2 separate regions of the Sus scrofa genome follow, and region 1 is linked to region 2. The links are chromatin contacts, called in public HiChIP or PLAC-seq maps. All regions are on one chromosome and are shown on one strand. Each heading gives the region's core, a stretch centred on a gene start, on an enhancer-like site or on the middle of the called end of the contact. The rest is flanking DNA. Distances are from core to core; before and after follow the strand shown. Region 1 holds the start of ZCCHC3 (zinc finger CCHC domain-containing protein 3). Region 2 holds the start of FAM110A (protein FAM110A).

Evidence for each region. HiChIP or PLAC-seq counts read pairs in DNA pulled down with a chosen protein or histone mark.
Region 1: a contact with region 2 is called in an H3K27ac HiChIP or PLAC-seq map of alveolar macrophages. The contact joins the promoter of ZCCHC3 here to the promoter of FAM110A in region 2. A contact is called at or near these places in 1 of 47 Hi-C or Micro-C datasets (embryonic fibroblasts) and 1 of 2 datasets of contacts at active chromatin or transcription factors (alveolar macrophages).

The regions. Positions count from the first base shown.
Region 1 is chr17:34,883,612-34,890,058 of Sscrofa11.1, forward strand. It overlaps ZCCHC3 (zinc finger CCHC domain-containing protein 3), which reads right to left and starts at 2,021. Exons shown (of 1, transcript XM_003134368.4): 1 at 1-2,021. The coding sequence starts at 1,877. The coding sequence ends at 669.
Region 2 is chr17:34,433,284-34,439,877 of Sscrofa11.1, forward strand. It overlaps FAM110A (protein FAM110A), which reads right to left and starts at 4,446. Exons shown (of 2, transcript XM_021077747.1): 1 at 4,209-4,446.

The DNA of each region.
Region 1 (6,447 bases), core at 771-3,270, 450 kb after region 2:
GATTCCGTGATTCTGTGAAAAATGGCTTCTGAGCCACTGAAAGTGCTGTCACCAAGTCCACGCATTTTAATGCCATAAGAGAGGCCCTTGGCCACCATGCAGAGCTTATTGACTCAGATTACAGACACTTCTAACAACACTGGTTTCACAAATTCTCAGACCACACAGATTAGAAGCAGCAAATTAAAAGGGGTAAGGGATGAGCTGCAAAAGATAAGACACCCTGACAAAAGCCACAGTCAACAATGTTCTCAGTTCAACAAACACTGATGGAGTGCCTACCATGTGCTGGGCCCCTACCTAGCGCTGGGGCATAAAGATGAGCAAGGCAGCCCAAAGGGTGGATATCCAGGGAGAAGACAAGGCGTGGGGAATAAAAAGTACCAGAAAAAAAAAAAATCCTCGAATACAAAACAGAAAACAAAGTTTAAAAAAGGGAGGGGCGACATATCTGCACGCTACAGTTCTCGGTCATCGTTAGTGACAACAGTCACCAAATTCAGTAAAGGCTGAAATGGAGTAAACTCGGTTTAGGAAGGCAGAGCGAGACGTCTCTTGCAGGTTTAAGAAGATCTCCTTCGAAGACGATAAAAAATGGTTTAAAAAAAGTTTTGGCACTTAAGAGGGGTAAGCTGGCTCTGTGTTCACCTTGGCAGGCAGGCGGGTGTTCAGTGCCCGGCCACGCCGGTTAGCTGAGCTGCCACGGAATTGTGAACGGCTTTGGGACACTGGGCAAAGGCGTGTCCTCGCTTGCCACAGAGGTTGCAGACGATGCCCTTCCGGCAGTAAGGGCTCAGGTGCCCTTCCTCCCCGCACCTGAAGCACCTGTCCTGTGTGCAGCTGCCGCTCATGTGGGTCCGGGAACCACATTTAAAGCACGTCTTGGGCTGCCCTTTGTACCAACTGTAGCCCCTCTCGGCCCCCAGGAAGAAGGCTCCCGGCAGGTGCCTGACCCCGCCCTCCCCCTGGCGCAGCTCGATCTCGCACTTGTACTCCCCGGTCCAGATCCCAAACCTGTCGGTCACTTTCACTGGCACGGCCAGCACATCGCAGTGGCGCTTGAGCCAGGTCACGATGTCCTCCACGTCCACCGTCTCGTTCCGGAAGAGGATGAAGAGCGTCTTCAAGCTGGACTTGCTCCGCCCCAGCACCACAAAGTTCTCCCAGCAGTCCTCCTGCTCGCGCTTCTCCTCGTAGACGCGTAGGAACAGGGCCAGTTTCTCCGCGGAGCGGAAGCTCACGTCGAACTCGCGGCTGCCGGGAATCTGGATAACCGCGTAGATGTCGCTCGGGTCCATGCCGATGGAGCGCAGGATGAGCGCGCCCACTACGAAGTCCCGGGTCGGGCAAGCGCCTTCGTCTCCCTGGAAACAGATGCGCACGAGAAAGCGGCCCTTGCCCGGGCCCGCCCCGGGGCCCGTCGCCGCCGCCGTCTCGTCCTGGGGAGGCCGCTCGGCCGCGTCCTCGGCCGCGCCGGGCCTGCTCGGGCCCGCCATGGCCGCCACCTCGGCCTTCTTCCTCCTGCCTGCCTCGGCTGCGCCCTTCTTCTTGCGGGCGTCCGCCGCCTCGCCGGCCGGGTCCCTTCGGCGACCCTTCGGGTCCCCGCGGCCGGCCGGGGGGAAGTCGCCGAGGCCCGGCGCTGCCAGGCCCGCGGGGGCGCAAAGCCCGCCTCCTGCGCCGCCTTCTTCCTCCCGCCGCGGCGGCCGCGACTCGCGGAATTCGCCCTTCTTTTCGGCCAGGTTCTTCACGACCTGGGCCCAGCCCATCTTCTCGCGGCCGCCCTCAGCTTCCTCAGCCCTGGGCGCCGGGCGCCCGGGGGGCAGGAGCTGCGGCCGCCCCCTCTTCCTCTCCTCCTCCGCGCCGCCGCCGGTGGCCATTTTACCTCCTTCCCAGCATCCTCCACTCGCTCCCTCAGCCAAAGGGCGCCCATCGCGCGCGCCCGCCCGCCCGGGGCTGTGGGGGTTTGGGCTTTTTTTTTTTTTTGAAATTCGACGCTTCTCTCCCCCGCCCCGCCGAAGGTATTTACTTGCAGCGCTCAGTGGCCCCGCGAGCCGGGAACCCCCTGGTAACGGCCGGGCCGCGTTTCCGCCGGCGCTCGTTCCAACCCCACCTCCTCGGCATCGAAGCGGGATGGGGCGCTTGGAGCGCGTCCCTGCCCCTTGCGAGAGTTTGGCAGCCTTGGGTCTCGCTCTCGAGGATTTGGTATTTCGCAAGCGGTCCTCGATGATTTCATTCAAGCAGCTTTACAAACGGCCCACAGCCCGAAGGCGGGACGGGGTTGAGGAAGATTTCGCCCATTTTGTTTTCGTTTTTGTACCTTTTCTATTAAAAAAAAAAAAAAGACAAAAACAAAACTTAGCTCTCCCCTCCTCTCAAAGCAGGTCACACTGCATTATTTTTCCAACGTTGGATCATGGACATTTTCAAACATAGGAAGTTGAAAGAATTGTGCACTTTAACTTTTTAACTATTTTAACTTTCTGTCATTAAAGTTTTAATAGACCTTATCACACTACCTCTATCCCTCCTCACCTCCTGTTTTTTGATACATTTCCAAGTAAGTCAGACTGCCTTATTTTTAAAAAAGACTTCCATCATATTCATGATGACGATGACATTGAGCGCTGAAGTGTCCAGTAACTGTTCTAAGCACATTGCAAGCTTTATCACATGGAGTCTTCCAAAACAATCCCGTGAATACACCCGTTTTACCAGCGGCAGGGGCTTGGAGATTGGGATTAAATCACTTGGTCAAGGGGCAGAATTAATAGGCAGCCCCATGCCTAGGGGGGCTTCTACCTCTTTGCTTCTGACATTGTGGATCAAGGACTGTTTGGATTAGATTCTCCAGGAACCCCCGTCTAAAACAGGTTCCCTAACTGAAGTTAGCAGGGGACACAGTCTCTTATTTCTCCCTCATCTGTGTCAACTGGTGCTTCGGAAGCACTGATAAAATTTGGGTGGTTGAGGGGGTGAGATTAACAGCACCTTTCCTCATGTTGTTTTCTTTGCCATAGCTGCGCTTGCATTTCAGGGTGTTCCAGTGATCCTCTGGGTTTAGTGAAAGAAAAGGTGGATTGTGGAGTCAGGGACCCTGGTTTGAATCTGACTGCTTCAGAGCTCAGCTTTGTCGCATGGGGCCAATGACCTCAGTTTTCATAGCTTAATTTGCTCATCCATAACAAAAAGATATTAATATCTCCTCTCAGAGGACTAACATGGGGGTTCAGGAGATAACCTGGGTGGAAGAGCTTGGTCCACAATGGGTTTCCAGGAGAAGTTATTTTTCCTTTCTGCCTCTGTTGGATTCGTTCCTATTTCTCTTGCAGTTCTTAGGAGCCCCGTGCGTTGTTTTCTTAAGATCTTTCCCTTTACCCCAATTCCAGTATGAACTCAGGAAGCCAGCCTCTCCAACTCTTGTGCCGTGCGAATCTTCCAGTTCCCTCACTTTATAACCTCTGCCATGCTTTCCTCTATCCCCTCTCCTCCACCCATGTCCGTGCCCATTAACCAGAAACGTCAAATCTTAGATTCACGCATTCCCCCCTTTTGTTCTTTCTGCTTGCCTGCTAATATCTTTCCATGCGGATGATGTTTGCATAACCAAACAGAACCTATGTATTTTAAATAATCCCTTTTATTCCTCATACCCTAACTCCCTCTCCCCACCCCCACTCCAGCATACAATCAAATATCTATAAGGATCTGGAAGGTACCATAAATAAGGAAATGGGGGGAGGGAACTGGTGGGCACATATTCTATCTGAATACGGGCAGCTGCTAGTCAACTCCAGTCCCCGCTGTGGCCAGATCTTCCTGTTTTTAAGAGAAGCCTGAACTCCAGTTTCTTTTTAAAATGGGAAACAGTCTTTCTTCTCCTTCTTCACAGTTGTCTTGGCTATATTTGGATCCTCTGTATAAATTTTAGAACCAGACTAGTAAGTGCCAGGAAACCACTTTTGGGAATTTTAATTGGGCTTGCTTTGCATTTATACAGAATTGCCATGTTGTGATACTGAATCTCCTCATTTATGACCCTACTGGATTTCTCATTTATTTGTCTTATTTTATGAATTTCAATAGCATTTATAGTTTTCTTCAAAAAGTTCTTGAATAATTTTTTTGGAGGGATTTATTCCGAAGTACCTTGGTTGCTATTGTAAATGGTTTATTTGTTTGTTTATTGTCTTTTTAGGGCTGCACCTGTGGCATATGGAAGTTCTCAGACAAGGGTTTGAATCTGAGCTCCAGCTGCAGCCTATGCCACAGCCATACCAACACCAGATCCTTAACCCACTGAGTGAGGCTAGGGATCGAATCTGCATCCTCATGGATACTAATTGGGTTCTTAACCTGCTGAGCCGCAACAGGAACTCCTATAAATGGTATCTTTAGAAACTACATATTTGTTATTAGTATTTAAAGGAAACACAAGGAGTTCTTACTGTGGTGCAGTGTGTTAATGATCTAGTTTGTCTCTGTGGAGGCGTGGACTCTAGCCCTGGCTCCACACAGTTGCAGCAGGGGTGTAGGCCGCAGCTCAGGTCTGGCTCGGATTCAGTCCCTAGCCCAAGAATATCCATATGCCATGGGTGCGTCAGAAAAAGAAAGAAAAAAAATTAAAGGAAATACAATTGAGTTTTTGGTACTGAACTCATATCTAGCAATAAGGCTGAACTCTTTTAAGATTTCCAATGGCATTTGGAATCACTTTGCTTTTCTATGTTGACAATCACATTGTCTGTAAATAATGAAGGTTTTTTTCCCTCTTTCTGTTCAGATCTTATACTTTTTCTTGTTTTACTGCATTAGGCAGGACCCCAGGACCCCTCACATAATATGTATGTGTGTATGGCAATATATATATATATTATATCATATATTAGGCTTTTTTTTTTTAAGGAAAAAATAGTTTTTATTTCTTTGCCAGGCAAAGGAGGTCACAGCAGGCTAATGCCCTAAAGACTGCGCCCTTCTTTGAGAGAGAGTAGGAGATGGTCTTATAGTTTGGGGAGTAGAAAATAGGGCCACAGATGAGGATCAAAGTAGTTGCAAGTTTTCATTCTTCTTCAAACTGGTGTTTAGTAGCCCCAGGACTGGTTCTGGTGGTCCTCCTTTCTGGAATGAAAAATGCTCCATCAAGTAGTTACCATCTTTCATTTGTTGGGGGTTTTAGTTCTGCAGAAGAACTCAAAAATACTAATCTATATCTATATCTACAGTTTGAGGAGGAAGCAGGACCCCGCCCCAAGGCTGCACTTTTTTCTCGACTGCTCCCCCCCCCTTTTTTTGTTTCTATTAAGAAATCTGTTTATATTTTGAAAATATTTGACCTGTGGACTGGAGTTTGGCTTTATCTCAATTTTACTAACTGTATCTTATTCTATCATAAGATTCTGTTGGTATGTGTATGGCCATTTGTTCCATCAAAGCCATTTTTCTGAAGTCAAATTCTGCAGATCCAAGTTTTCGGTATTCTCTTTGGGCCCTTTTTTTTAAAGTTTCATTTATTGTTGTTGATCACTATCAGCACTCTGAATTGAATAAAAGCCTGAACATCTATATTTATTTCTCACTGAATTTATTTAAAAATTGTCAGCCATTCTTCTCAGCAGTGTTCTGGCAGTCAGATTGTTCTATTGTAGAGATTACTGAACCAGGAGCTGCAGGGGCCAGGTGGGTGCCTGGTGAACAGAGCAGTCCAGATGGGCACCAAGGCCATCTAAAGAGGGCAGCCTTTACTCATTCCTGGCAGATTATTGCTGCAGAGGGTTATCAGAATTGGTCATTTTTGGTAGCTTAGTCTGGGTTCTTAATTGACAGAATTTTGGAATGTGCACTATTTTTCTTTTTTTTCCTCTCTCTTTTTTGGTTGCCCTGAGGCATATGGAGTTCTCGGGCCAAGGATCCGATCCCAGCTGCAGTTTGGATTTATGCCACAGCTGCAGCAACACCAGATCCTCAATCCAATGCACTGGGTCAAGGATTGAATCTGAATTCCAGCGATCCAGAAATGCCAGTTCCATCGTGCCACAGCAGGGACTCCTGGAATGTTGCACTATTTTTAAAAGGCTAGTTAGGAGGAGGCGTCCCTTGAGGTGGACTTCGAAAGAAGAAGCGGGTTTTGGAGAGCAAGAGAAGAAAAAAAAAAAAACCTGTGGGTTAGAATTATTGCTCCTAATCACAGATGAGGAAACTAGGCTCAGTCAGGGAAAGTGAGTTGCTCAGGGTCCCAAAGCTTGTAGTGGCTCAGTGATTGCCAAAATCTGAACTCCTGTCAACCCAACTAGGCATATGTGCCTAGCCACTTATGTGCTTCTGCCTCATGCCTGTAAAATGGAGATAACGCAGGAGTTCCCTTTGTGGCTCGGTGATAACAAACCCGACTAGTATCTACGAGGATGTGGGTTCAATTCTGGTGCCACTCAGTGGGTTAAGGATCTGGGA
Region 2 (6,594 bases), core at 3,196-5,695:
CACTTGAATAGTTATTTCTCCAAAGAAGGTATACAAATGGCCAATGAGCACATGAAAATATGCTCAGCATCACTAATTGTCAGGGAAATGCAAAACCAGAATGACATACCTTGTCATACCCATAAGATAGCCATTATCAAAGAGACAAACAAAAACAGATAACAAGCGTTGGTGAGAATGAGGAGAAATTAGAACCCTGTGTACTGTCGGGAATATAAAATGGTGCAGCCACTGTGGAAATAGTATGCCGATGAGGCAAAATTTTCTTTTTTTTTTTTTTTTTTTTGGCCGCACCCTTGGCATGCAGAAATTCCTGGGCTAGGGATCGAACCCAAGCCACAGCAGTGATCCAGTGACAATGCCAGATCCTTAACCCACTGAGCCACATGGGAACTCCCTGGACAAAACTGTTGAAATAGAATAGGATCCAGCAATTCTACGTCTGGGTATATCCCCAAAAGAACTGAAAGCAGGAACTTGAACAGATATTTGCACACCAATCCACAGCAGCATTATTCACAGTAGCCAAAAAGTGGAAACAACCCTCAAGTGTCCATTGGCAGATGAATAAACAAAATGGGATGCATACTTACAATGGAATGTTACTTAGTTTTAAAAAGCAAGGAAATTCTGACACCTGCTGTAACATGGATGAGCCCTGAAGTCATTATGCTGAGTGAAATAAGTCTGTCACAAAAGGACAAATACTCTCCCACGTATATGAGGCAACCCGAGGAGTCAAATTCAGAGACAGAAAGTAGAGCGGTGGTTTCCAGGGGCTGGAGGGAGAAGAGAACAGGGAGCTGCTGTTTAGTGGGTATGGAGTTTCCGTTTAAGATGAAAAAGTTCTGGAGGTGGATGGTGGTCACGGTTGCCCAACAAGTGAAAAAACTTAATGCCACTGGACTATACACTTAAAAATAGTTAAAAGGGGGAGTTCCCACTGTGGCACAGTGGGTTAAGGGGCTGGCACTGTCATTGCAGCAGCTCAGGTCGCCGCTGAGGTGCAGGTTCAGTCCCCTGCCCAGTGCAATCAGTTAAAAGATCCAGTGTCACTGCAGCTGCAGCTCAGATTCAATCCCTGCCCCCAGGACCTTCCAGGTGCCACGGGTGTGGCCAAAAATAAAGGTTAAAATGGCAAATTTTATTTTATATATTTTAAAAAGAAAGTAAAGAGAGGGTGCAGAGTCTGAAGCTGGACTCCCTGGATTCAAATTCCAGGTTTAGGTGACTTTCTGCAAGGGATTAGACCTCCCTTGTGCTCGATTTCCCTTCAAAGGGGGGAAAGAACCACAGCAGTAAGGACCTTAGGTCATAGGACTGAGGGAATGAAAGGCGTTCATACTTGTGAAGTACTTAGCACACAGTAATAAGTGCTCAAGAGGTGTTAGTGATTTTTATTCTTTGCTGAGGGAGCAGAGGTGTGGTTTCTAATGTTCTTGACACTCTGCCCTCCCACCTCACCCCTTCCTTCCACCTGCTTCTCCCTTTCTCTTCAGCAGAAGCCTGGCCCAGACGTGGGTGGAGACAGGGAGGCCCTCTTCTGCCCCAGAGGGGGATCAGCAAGGCTCCAGGCAGCAGGGACCCCAGGACACTAGGACAGCCCAGCTCGATTTCAGCCCAGCTGTCCGGGTCAGAAACACCCAGCTGGGCATCCTCTAGGGCCACGCGGGCCCCGTGCTATTTCTGGACTTCTCCCAGACACTCGTGCCCCAGCCTGCCTGGAGTCAGCTCTGCCCAGGGCAACCTTGCACAAACCTCAGAAAGAAGAGGTAAACAGGCTGCAGGAGGGGTGTGGGTGCCGCAGCCTAAGGCAACGATCTCCTGTTTGGCCCGCCGACCTCACACCTCTGCCCACTCAATCCTCTGGACGCCAGGTGTGCACCTGAGCTTGCAAGATGAGGACAAAGGGACTGGCAGCAGAGATACTGCCATGCAAAGCCTTTGGGAAGGGCCTGGCACACAGGATGAGGAAGGTGGGGTTGGGACTGACCCACAACCAAGCCCACTTCCTGTCCCAGGCTGCCCTCTGCCTGGGCCTGAGCTCACAATCATGGCCTTTTTTCTTGGCCCAGAGAAGTACAGAAACTTACCCAAAGTCACGAGCAAGTGACAGAACAGAGACAGGACAGTGGTCTCATGATTAGATCATCTATAATACATATATATATACATATATAATTTTTTTTTCCTTTTTATAGAGCCTCACCCACAGCGTGTGGAGGTTCCCAGGCTAGGGGTCCAATTGGAGCTACAGCTGCCAGCCTCTGCCACATCCACAGCCACACAGGATCCCGAGCCGCATCTGTGACCTACACCACAGCTCACGGCAACGCCAGATCCTTAACCCACTGAGCAAGGCCAGGGATCGAACCCACAACTTCATGATTCCTAGTCGGAGTCATTTCCACTGCGCCACAGTGGGAACTCCTATAAGACATATATGTTTTAACCCGGTGATATATGTATGTGGCTCAAAATTCAAAAGCTCTAAAGGGAATAAAGTTAAAAAAAAAAACCTCCCTCCCACTCCTGTCCCCAGTTTCCCTCCCTGCAGGCATCACTGCGACGAGATAGCTGCACGTCCTCCCAGTGAGATGTTAGTCACAAACAAACAATAATGGACATATAGTCTATTTTTTACACATATGGCAACAGCTCTCTGTACTGTTTTCATCTTGCTCTTTAACTCAGTTATATTGTTCTTAATATGTGTTATTAACATATTATCAATTATGTTATTAATTGTGCCACATCAGTACATAAAGAACCTGTCAGCCTCTAGCAACGGCCACCAAGTATGTGTGTCGTCTCTCTCTATTACAAACCACACTGCAGCCTCACTGCACCTCTGTCACTCCACCTAGAAGTGGGACAGCTAGGTCAGGAGGAAGCACCTGTAATTGCGACAGAGCTGGGGGGCTGTGCTGCATATCGACTGAACTCCCACCAGCAGAGCGCTCAGCAAATGATCAACAAATGTTAGCTCTAGTCATTTGATTACTGGGGTTTTAGGCACCCCTCAATTTTGCACTGGAGGTAACTACCTCACTTAGCCCAACCCCTCCCTGCGTCACATTCCAGTCAGAGAAGATAATAAACTTGCTAATAAGTGAAATTATAGGACATCAGCGCGGTAAATGCTACTGAGAAAAACAAAATAGAGAAGGGGGAGGGTGGGGCCATATGAAGTTGGTAAATATTTGTTAAAAGAATGAAGGAAAGACTTGTTTTCTTTCTGAGCTTCCAGAACTCCTCTCCCCCCCACCAAGGAGGTGGATTTGGAGGAGAGAGGGTAAGTAACTCCACTTAAAGAGATTCCAGACTTCCAGATGCCACCATTCTGAGTGTCTAGGAATCCAAGATTGAAGCCAGATAGACTGGGAGCCAGCCCCAGAGTTGCCAAGTCTGACCATATGACTTTGGGCAAGGGGCTTAACTTCTTAGACCCTCAGTTTCCCCACCTACAAAAGGACAGCAACAGCAGCAACCTGGGGGTGGGAGATAGGGGGTGGGGGTCCCCAGGAAACAGAGCCTGGTCAGATGCTCTACCAGGAGGGATCCCAGGCCCACCCCCAACTCCAAAGTCTCTGGTGACTAGTGTCTTTGGTTGAGGGGCTGCCTCTAGCCTTTCCCGCCGACCTGTGGTAGATTCCCAAGAATCCAACAACAACTGGAGAGCCAGAGCAGCCCCCCCTGGCACCTAGCCCAGAAATGTCAGTCCCACCAGAGCCTCTGAGAGGGACAGCACTTAATTCAGAGCCCCACAGGCAGAAAGATCCCAAGTGAGCCCAAAGTCCACCCCCTGGCTTTCTGGAGAAGTGAAGACAGATGTCCAGGAGGGGACCCCCCACCCCCACCCCGCAGGACGACACGGGAGAGGGACAGCCAGATGGGGCTCCAGCCAGGGCTCTACTGTCCATGTTCCTGTTGATAAGAGGCTAAGAAAGTGACCCATCTGAGCCTCTCAAGGCAGATCTATTTAGATCAACGTAGACTAGAGACTGAGGTATGGAGCAGAAAGACCTGTATCGGATTCTCTGCTAGACTAGGATACTGCCTCCCTGAGCCTCAGCGTTCTCATTTGTGAAATGGGGTACCACCTCCTCGCCGCAGGTACCACGCGGGGAGGACGCGCACAGCAGGCGCAGGGTGAACTGAGCACCCCCTAGACCCGGGCTGGCGCCCCGGGCCACCCGTGCCCTCACCTGGAGCCCGCGCTAGGCGAGTCCGGCTCCTCCAGTGCGGGTCTTGAGGAGGCTGACAGCTCGGACCCAGGCGGGGAACGGTCGCACACAACGCGTCTCGGGAGGCCCCAGCCCCGCGTAGGGAAGCACGGGAGGTCCTTCTGAGCTGCCCTCAACACCCGAGAGGAGGTAGGGGACTCGACTGTTCCAAGCCCCCACCAGAGTAAAGTTCTGGGGACGCAGGGGAAGGGGAAGTGAACGCGCCGCTCCCCCCTCCACCACACCGGAATGGTTTGCCCCGGACATCCTGATTGGTTTCTCGCTTCCGTTCGAACGCCGCGCCGCCCGCGTTGCCAGGCGACCACTCAGCTTCAGCCAGGAGGGTGAGCCCTGGCCGGCGGCACCGAGGTCCATCCCCGCCCCTCACCGCCTCTCACCTCCCCAGTGGCCTCTGGTTCTTGCCCTTGCTCAGCAGGGACTTACTCCCGGTTCCTAGTACTGACTTTCCAACTAACTCGCTCTGTGAGCCCGTGCACGCCCCTTTCCCTCTCTGTTCCCCAATCTGCAGAGTGAGTGGGTTAGTTTGAAGTAGCGTATATCCAGCACTCTCAATATTGACAAAGGAAATAACCGAATATATGAACAAGATTAATATAGCCCAGCTTTATTTACTGTAGCAAAATAACAGCAATAACTTCAGTGCTCAGTAAAAGGAGATTGGATATATAAATCCATCCTGCAGAAGAACTGAGTTTACAGAGCTTTTTACAAGTAATTTTTCATGACACAACTCTTGTCAGTGCTCATAGTTATAGGTACCTTTAACTATCCTCACTTTCTGATGAGAAATATTATGCAGTCATTTAGAATGACGTTAAAATATGGGGAAAGCACTAAGTCTTATATTTCTAAAAGTTGTGTCAAAGTACTATGTACAATGTAAATATGCATTAAATATGTAATTGTAATATCACATGGACTACATTTATGTATTAACATGTGCAATAGTTAATTTCTTCTTTTTGCTGATATGAATTTTCCAAGCTTCCAACAGTTAAACCAGTATAATTGTTTTCTTTTGGCTGCACCCTCAGCATGTGGAAGTTCCTGGGTCAGGGACTGAACCTGCATGACATTTGCAGCCTGTGCCACAGTTGCAGCAATGCCAAATCCTTAACCCACTGTGCCACAAGGGCACTTCCAAAAAACAAATTTTAAAAAGAGAATTAGAAAAATTAACTCAGCCCTTCCAGATGAGGGAATTTTTTAGCTGTGAGTCACTGTTTGGGTCTAGGGCATTGCTCATTTTGGAGTCAGACTGTTTTCCGTCCCAACTGGTGTTTTTCATTTTTTGATTGGATTGTCAGTGATTGAGCATTGACTGTGACATGCCTTGGGCAGGTGAGGGAAGAGGGCTAATAATGTAGCCCTAGCTAACCATGACTGTACTCTGGCATGGGCACAGCCAGCCATTTCAGGACTGGCTCTGACATCAACAGGAGACTGTGAGGACCAGCTAAATACAAAACCCAGCACTAACTGTGCCCTTGCTAGACTGTGCTCAAGGCCATACTCACAATGTCTCACTTGACTTCATAACCATCTGAGGAGAAAGATTCTATTATTTCTGTTTGTTTGTCTTTTCAGGGCCACAACCACAGCATATGGAGGTTCCCAGGCTAGGGGTCCAACTGGAGCTGCAGCCACCAGTCTACGCCACAGCCACAGCAACTCCAGATCTGAGCCAAGTCTGTGACCTACACCACAGCTCGTGGCCACACCATATCCTTAACCCACTGAGTGAGGCCAGGGATGGAACCTGCATCCTCATGGATACTAGTCAGGTTCCTTAACCTCTGATCCATGACAGGAGCTCCGAAAGATTATATTATTATTCCTGTTTTATAGATCAGAAAACTAAAGTTTATCTGGATCCAGCAGGAGTCCTCTCATCCATCCTGTTATACTCCCATGAAACTGCACAAGACCTGTTTGACAGTAGCGGTGAGGCGAGGCAAAGGCGGAGCCTGTGATCCTAAAAGACAAAGAAAACTAAGTAAAACAGGTCCAGACTTTGTACTTCCTGAGGCTTAAACAATTTAGGGAGTCTCATTGAAGAAAAGGACTGTAAAATTACAGATATAAAATTAGGTAATAAAGTCATGATTTGGTTAGAAAGATAAAGAAACCTCAACAATCAATTCTACAAACATGAGGAAGTCCAGAAAAATAATATTTTTGTGAATTACCTGTTCGACATACCTCCCTAGTAGTTTCCACAAACAAGCTTCCAGCTCCATGTGTCCATTTCAAACCTCTCCTCCACTACCACATGCTGGTGGTACTGGGCACCGTAGGACCCTTCGTACACATCAACCTATGACCTCTGCCTCTGCATTTTCATGTC